Regions from separate parts of the Mus musculus genome. Here region 1 is linked to region 2. A link is a contact called in public Hi-C data. All regions are on one chromosome and are shown on one strand. Each heading gives the region's core, a stretch centred on a gene start, on an enhancer-like site or on the middle of the called end of the contact. The rest is flanking DNA. Distances are from core to core; before and after follow the strand shown. Region 1 overlaps Pdlim5 (PDZ and LIM domain 5). Region 2 holds the start of Pdlim5 (PDZ and LIM domain 5).

Evidence for each region. A called contact is a pair of places that touch in the nucleus more often than the background predicts.
Region 1: a Hi-C map of muscle stem cells shows a contact between it and region 2, with 2.7 times the contacts expected there. The contact joins the enhancer-like site here to the promoter of Pdlim5 in region 2. A contact is called at or near these places in 1 of 39 promoter capture datasets (liver), 1 of 484 Hi-C or Micro-C datasets (muscle stem cells), 1 of 115 datasets of contacts at active chromatin or transcription factors (memory CD8 T cells) and 3 of 9 other capture datasets (adipose tissue, liver and pancreatic islet).

The regions. Positions count from the first base shown.
Region 1 is chr3:142,248,137-142,252,105 of GRCm38.p6, forward strand. Pdlim5 (PDZ and LIM domain 5) reads right to left here. Exons shown (of 13, transcript NM_019808.3): 10 at 1,194-1,374. Among named protein-coding and RNA genes, the nearest start is that of Bmpr1b, 81 kb to the left of the region's middle. Within about 2 kb of position 1,520, at least 27 of the 459 cell types and tissues checked have an H3K27ac peak or open chromatin away from gene starts, as enhancers often do. A contact at or near this core is called in memory CD8 T cells and muscle stem cells, where this site is marked.
Region 2 is chr3:142,393,005-142,397,141 of GRCm38.p6, forward strand. Pdlim5 (PDZ and LIM domain 5) reads right to left here and starts at 2,692. Exons shown (of 13, transcript NM_019808.3): 1 at 2,582-2,692.

The DNA.
Region 1 (3,969 bases), core at 270-2,769, 150 kb before region 2:
TTTCTCCTCCTAGAGTCTTATGGCTTTTAACTATTACAGACTTTTATTAATTATTCTGATACAAAGAATGTTTTTATTCACTAACATGGTATATGAACATATCATTTACTGATTATCTGTAAGCATTTATGAAGAAACAGCTAGCCACTATACTACTTTATGACCAACAGAGTATAAAATGATACCATAGAAATAGGTCAGTCTTACAAGTGAAGCTATCTTTAAAGTTTCAGACCTACTTAAGCATGTCCTCAGTAAATCACATTTTTCTAGAGTTTCATTATTATACTCCATATTAAGAGGAGTAGGTAGAATTAAAGCCAAGAACATTGGTTTCTTGTAAAAATCAAATTCCCACTACTACCTACAGTAGGTGCCTGACTCTTACGATGTCATTGATAACTGGATGTTACATGCAGGATGCATTAACTCAAAAAATATGCATGGTATTATCTTGAAAATGCCATGGAGGAGGGGGACGTATTTAAAAACTAAAACAAATCTCAACTCCATTGCATTAAGGAAGCAATACTGTATACATTATTTATCATTATTTATTTATTACATACATTAATTACATACATTTATACATCATTATTTATTAAGTTCTTTTACCAAGGAAAGTACAGCATGAAATGCTTTTCCTATCACATTTTCACTTCTATAACTGAAGTCACACTTTAAACATTATATTCATTCAAATAAAAATATTATAAGGTTCACATTTAACATATTTTGTATATTTCATGAGATCAGTGGCCTGTGCTTGAACTCTGACAAGTAGGGAAAGCTACTCTTATAAAAACTATGGAATTTAATTTAAGCCAGCAAAGGTGTTGGTTCTGAGAGCTCATGTGTGTGGTCCTGAGTGACCTCTTTATTCCTGAGCAAACATGGTCCTGCTGAGGTAGCACACCCACAGTCAATTATTTTTCCCATAGAGGTAGACTTTCAGCAGACAAGCCAGCACTCAGTAAGACAAAACCAAAGACAACTAACCCCATGAGTCTGATATATTTCGTTAGAGGTCTGTTTAGTTTTGTTTAGTTTTTTCAATAATAAACACTACTAATGGAAACAAAGAGGGCTGATAAAGCAAGAAGAAAAAAGTAAAAATAATGAAAAGGTTTTATTACAAGATCTACATGGCTTTAAGAGGTACTAAAAAGAAAGAAGTAGTTTTAAATACTCACTCCAAGGATCTTCCTTTGGCACCGGCCACATTCAGGAGCAAAGAACTTCTCATAGCATAGCTCACAGTACAGTGCTCCCTTCTCCTCTACAAAGCCTATGTAGGCCATTGTGTTTTTGCAATGAGCACAGTTAAATTCTTCTGGATGCCAGGACTTCCCCAGAGCCACAAGAAAAGGTCCCCTGCCAAAAAGAAAGAGACCAGTTTGACTGGCGTATGAAAGCTTCTGGTGTTGCCCTGGGAGGAACCCTTTCACACATGTCTAGTTAGCTGTCTGCTCCATTTCCTTCTTAGGACCTAATGTGGTGGTACTGTTGACTGCATAGGACTGAATGTGGTGGCACTCAGGGCCTGTCTGACTGAGTTGCAGTGAGTCCTTCTCACTGTCTGTGTCACTATGACTCACAGGAAAATGCTGACTGGGATAAAGAAGAGGCCATCACAACAACACGTTATAAGACACAAGGAAAATGGAAATAAAAATTTCAATTTGGCAATGTTAGATCCTTAAAAATAATGATTTCCTGAGAAGAGTCAGTCTTTCCTCCTTACATACGATGCAATATACTTATTTCACAACTTTATTAAATATTTCAAATTCACCTTCTAATTGACCACAGAAACTGAGCTGTTCATTATCAGTTGTTTGATGCCAGTTGGAAGGGTTTTATTTCATTCCAATATGACTAATTTAAAATTCATTGCATTAAGAACATTTAACATGAGATCTACCCTCAAACTGTATTCAACTATGCATGCCAATGCTACTATACACGCATGCTGTTCTATAGAAATCATTTTTAGCTTGCATAATTCAAGATTTATACCTAATGTCTACCAATCTCTCCTTCCCCTTCTCTAAATGGGACAGATTTTGGGGGCGGGATAGGTGACAAGAGCTTATTTTGTATCCTAAGCTGGCCTGAAAATTAATTAATTGCCCTAGGTAGCTTCAAATTCATTATCCTCCTGCCTCAGTCTACCAAATGCTTGGGATTATAGGTATAAATGTCACCATGCGCAGCTATGACTGATTTTAATGTGTATATTTTTTTATCAAGGTAACAAATGTTTGTATAGAGATCTTTCCCCCTAAGTACTACAGTCATGAAATGATAAGGCATGTTTTGTTTACTTAAGAGGAACCCATTTTGAAGCCTTATCTAGTTAGAAGCCTTTGGAGATGAAGCAGACTAGCCTCTGTAACACACTTTTTGGTAGCTACATCACATTCATCGAATGGCTTTACCTCCAAGGCACTTTTACACTTATCTAATTTGTTCATACAACATTCTTGTGAGATACACCAGGGCAATTATTATAACTCAGTTCAACAGATGGAGTGGCAAGGCCACAGAGTATTTAAAAGATACGGCAAACATCAAAAAATTACTGACTGAGCTAGGGGCTGATGCTTCTATTTCCCAGTGTTCTAGTCAACTGAGACTCTGCTTTCAATTTGACTACTGCAAACTGGCATCACAGAATGACCATAGACAATTATTGGCAATCATGTAGCACTGGACTTCTAGGCCAACTCCCAACAGTACGTCATGGGGAAAAGCATCATGCAGAACAGCTTCTAACCTGTGACAACACAAATCTGCTATTTAATAGCGATCTCACAGGGCATGGCTGCATGTGCCCGTGACACCACATCTAGGGCTGCAAAGAGGGAACCTCAGAGCACCACGGCATGTCAGAGACAGGAGCTTCTGGTCCAATGAGAGATCGGGTCTCAAGGCAATAAAGCAGAGATTGGTTTAGCGCATGCAGTGCCTTTCTCTGGCCTCTGCATACGCACTCATGGGTACATGCACTCATGTACTCACGCGCACTCTATACAACACACACACACACACACACACACACACACACACACACACAAAGAAAAAACTCTCTCTGTTTGTTTTGGTAACTGCTCCCCACAAACAACAGTCTGGTGCCACCATATCCAAATCCACACACTAAGCTTCTTAACAAAAACACTAGCATTACTCAGATTTAGCTCTCAGTTCTGCGAAAGTCAGGCAGCAGAAAACCCTGATGGAAATGAAACTTTTTTCTGTGAAGCATGTGGAGTATTTTTTAGTTTTACTTTTTCTTAACCTGTTTATTAAGAGTTTGATGGTATTTTTGTTCATGTGACTTTGCTATATTAGATGTAAGTAGTGTATTATTACTAAAGCTTAAGGGCAGGCAGGGTTGTAGTTCATGAATAGTTTTGCCATGACTAACAAGGAAGGCATTGATTAACTCTTTCTAAAAGAAAAAGAAATGGTGGCATTGTGTCACCTACTGTAAATATATCTATTACCTCTAGTAAGCTATCCCCCACCCCATTTATAACTGCTTTATAAACAGTCTCACTACACAAGTTATTTCATTAATTTTTCTCAGTATATATTTGGCAAGTACTTTAACAAAGATACATCAAGAAGCTACATTCTCAAAGCTGAACAAAATATCCTAAGTGTTCTAAGCTTTTCCACTAGCTAGGTATCTGAATGTACAAGTCATAAAAATTATACTGTGGAGTACAATAGGACCTTGGGGTTTACATTACATTCTATATGGCCTCTAGGACACATTCCAACATTGTTGCAACGCTAGGTTGAGTTCTTCATTAGGAAACATCCCACAAACTGAACGGCCTTGAGGCCAGGGTCCTTAGAGGTTATTCAGCTTTCAAAACAAGTCAGTTCAGCTGCAGACTGCACTCTGCTCAAATGTGAGTGCTGTGCAGGCTTGGATTAAAACTGAAGGCCCCTGGAGCA
Region 2 (4,137 bases), core at 1,442-3,941:
GGGGGGTTGTTTTGTTTTGCCTTGACTTTAATGTATTTTCTTTCTTTTTTATTTATTAATTTATTTTTACACTCCAGATTTTATAACCAACCCCCTTTCCCCCCTCTGTCGTCCACCCTCCAATTCTTAACTGTTCCACATCCCTTACCTCCTCCCCAACCCCCCCTCCATCCCCCCCCCTCCACAAGGATGTCCCCACCCCCCACCTCCCACCCCACCTGATCTCTAATTCCCTCGGGCCTCCAGTCTCTTGATGGTTAGGTGCATCAACTCTGATTGAACACAAACCTGGCAGTTCTCTGCTATATATGTGTTGGGGACCTCATATCAGCTGGTGTATGCTGCCTGTTTGGTGGTCCAGTGAGTAGCTTTTAAAAGCTCAAATTGACTTGAGTGTCCTACTTGTAATTAGGAGGCATTGGGAATAGTGAACATTGTTCTCTCTTTAAAAAGAATATTAAGGATATATAGTACTTCCATCTAAAAATATGGCAGGTACATCACTGTAATACTTTAAAGACACTTGTCAAAACAAAGCTTTAGAGATAGAAATATATCTCAGTGGTAGAGAGTCTGTGTAGCATTCACGAGGTCTTGGGTCTAATTCTCAGCTTATATATAGTTCTCTGAGAAATATATATAGCATATATAGTGTATTAAAGCAGCTGATTTAAAAGACGAAAAATCAGACTTCATCTTTTAAATCATCTACTCCAACGTCGATCCTGACACGTCAAGTTGTCAAGTTCAGCAGCACATGTACCACTGAGGAGAATGCAAATGAATGCCTTCTTCTCAAGAAGGGAAAGTGAGGCAACACTTCAAAGGAAATCTAGTTCCTACAGAAAAATTAGTTTCGGGAATATGTACACTGCAAAGCTTTTAAGACGGCATAATAGTACTAACCTACCGTTTAGTAACATATCTTTGGTACCGCAGTAGTAAGCAGTGGCTATACAAAAAGACCCAGAGGAAGCCAAATGGCAGGTGAGAACCAAATGGTAGCGAGCTAATAACAAGCCACACACCACTGCCGTGGCGCTAGAGGATCTCCTGAAGGCCAGTAGAGGCAGTCTTGATAGTGCCACACGGGACAAAGAAATCAGTAAACCCACTGACAGTCCACAGGCCACTCTCCTTTTTTAATCTTTAACTGTGCCAAGGGAAGAATGTGAAAGTTACGCTAACGGTACTCTGGCTCCATTTTTCCCTAGGAGAGAATGTATTGTACTTGTGTGTCATCCCACATCCATGTCACTTCCCTTTTCTTAGGGACTCCCTTCCTGATTTCTCCGATTTGTTATTAACATTTCTAGCACTAGCCAAGTCAGCCAAACCACAACACCGGTCTCTTCTCTAAATTCCCTTTCTGCTAGCTTCGCTTGGAATTCATTTGTCTGAAAATATTCTGATCCTTAAGCAACGGCAATATTTTTATTGGCTTTTTCCAAGTCTCCCCCATGTGGTTATTAGTGCCCAAATGCTAAAATACCAACCAAGCAGGCAGGAAATAACAGCTTATTCTGCTTTCAAACATGTAAAAACGTTGGAATTTCTGTAGAGCTTTGGATTTTCTTTTAGGGACAGCATAAATAATACCTTCCATCTACTGCTAGTGAGGGAGGCTAAAAGTGGTTTCCCACACTTGTGTGCGAGTTTCCTTGGTGTGCGTAACCGGGAGAGACCTACAAGTGAGGAGCCCTTCAATTAAGACAACCTAGAGATTCTTTCTCCCCTTCCTGAGATAGAATGGTGGGAGGACTAAAGCACTAAGGCTGAGGGATGAGACGTTTCCCAGCTTGGGTTCACGCCTAGCCCTGTTGGCCAAATAAGGTTCCCCAGCTAGCAGTTTCCGTAGCAGGCGGGTTCAGACGTCCTCGGGTCAAGAAGGCGGACCTGGGATAGGATCTGGCGATCACACCCTAGACCTGCCCAGCCCAGTCACGAATTTTCTTTCCAAGTTCTGCCCAGTCCATACGCCCTTCCTCTTTCCACTCATTGTCAAACGGGGCTGAAGCTCAGTCTGACCCAAGCCCCAAGTATACACCAGTTTCATAAAAACTGGCGACCGCGACTGATCTAAGTGGGCTTTCCTTCTGGACGCACCGACGTGTAACCCTCACAGGTTACACAACTGCACATATTTCAGGGAGGGGGAAATACACGCTTCTCCGTAGCCTGGGAGCCAGCAAACAAAACTGCGCCGCTTTCCCGTGCAGGCGCACACTCTCGGCTCGCCGGAGCTTCCCTGGGGGCTGGCGCGCCCCAGGCCGAGGTGCTGCCCTTCGCCGCCTGCCCTCCGGCTCGGCGGGCGCCCCCTGGTGCGCCCGGCTCTCCGGAGCGCCGGTCCCCGAGAGCCCCGGCTCCGGGCGCTCAGTCCCGCCGCGCGCCGCCCTGCCCCGGGCGCTTCTCACACCTCGGCGCGCACCGGGAGCACCTGAGGAGCAGCGGCTCCCGGGGACACGCTCGCCCCGTCCTCCTCTCGTCCCGCGCCCCTCCACGCGCCGCACCCCGTCACCCGCTTCTCCTCCTGTTCCCTCGCGGACCAGGACGTGCTCCTCCGCCTCCCGCGGCCACTCACCTCCTGACCGGCGCGGCGCACCCTCCGCCTCAGACCAGCGCTGACAAGTGGCTCGCGGTGCCTGCGCCGTCCCTCTCAAGCCGGTGGGGAACTTCCGCCTCCGCGCTCGCCCCGCCTCGCCCCAAGGCTGGCCACGCCCCTCCCCTAATGGTCACGCCCCCATGGTCCGGGCTGGGCGGGGCCACGTCGCTCAGGGCTTAGAAGGCAGTGGAGTCTCCCTGTTGTGCTCTGTGACTTGCTGGGACCGGCTGCCGCCGCCACAAAAAACAATTGCCCCTGTGGAGTTTCGGTGGGCGTAGTCTCCGGGGTGTAGTCTTGGACTGGTACCTGGCAAAGATCTAGCCTTCCGCTTCTCTGTTTTGTATTTCGGCGTTTTTCACTCTGCAGAAACTTGAATTGACCCGCAGTTGGTCTGGCTGAAAATAGAAAAGGGCTTTAGCTAAATCTCTGCCGGTGCAAGTTCAGCGACTACCGCCTGCTTTTGTGAAAGACCTCTGTATACTCTCGAGAAGTGCAAACTCTGAAGTTTGCTTGTCAGGAAGGTGAAAATCGCTAACCCTAATATGCAGAAGTTAAATCTGTCGTCAAGCTAAAGGACAGCCATACAAAGCAGTGGCCAAAAGTGATTCAGCCACTGTATCCTCAGCTTATTTTTCTAATTCCAAATTAACAGCACATTTACCTACTTCTGTAAAGTTGTTTGGTTTTGCCCAGAGAATTTATTCACAAGCAAACGTTAGTAATGTTTAACGAATACTCGAAAAGAAACTTTTAAAATATTAAAAGCACAAGTGTTAACCAAGTGGTGTATCAAACAAAAATAAACCTCAACCGAAGTCCCTGAGTCTGGAGTCTGCTCTAGAGGTACAAGCAAACTCCTAAAGTAGGTTCAAAGTTGTTCAAATAGTAGCCACTGGCCACATATGTCTATTTAACTCATTGTAAAAATGTTTTATATCATTGTTATGAATCTAAATTTATACATGAGTAGGATAGGATTTCCATTAAATAGAAGCTTCAGTAGGACTACATTTCACTGTACAGTTGGATGTTTAGTGGCCAAGTTGACATATATGGACCAGGTTTTTAAAATGTTATAAATTTAAAAAATAGGTATGTTGATTATATGTTGATATTATCTGCCTATTTAAAACATTATTACAACTTATTTTCATTTTTTAATGTATATACTAGAAAGTTTAACATGGATGTGACTTGCATATTTTGTTGGCCAGTTGTTGATTGTATTACATTCTAAAAGGAAAACTAGTTTGCAGGGAAGAATTTTTCTAATGTGGGATTTGTCTAGTGTGTTTTAGGGTTCTGTTTCATAGATCATTCCAAAGTAAATGGTTAAGAATGGTTACATGTAAACAGATATCCCCTGCAAAGCAAAGAGTCAGCCTTACAGTTGCCTTCATAGGATGAATACCAGCCTTAGTCACAATGTTTACAAATGAAAGTTGCAACAGATTCTATAACACATGATAGACAGTTCCACTTGTGACAAGTCACTTGCCTGTGTTACCTTATAACGTTCTTCTCTTCACCCCCTC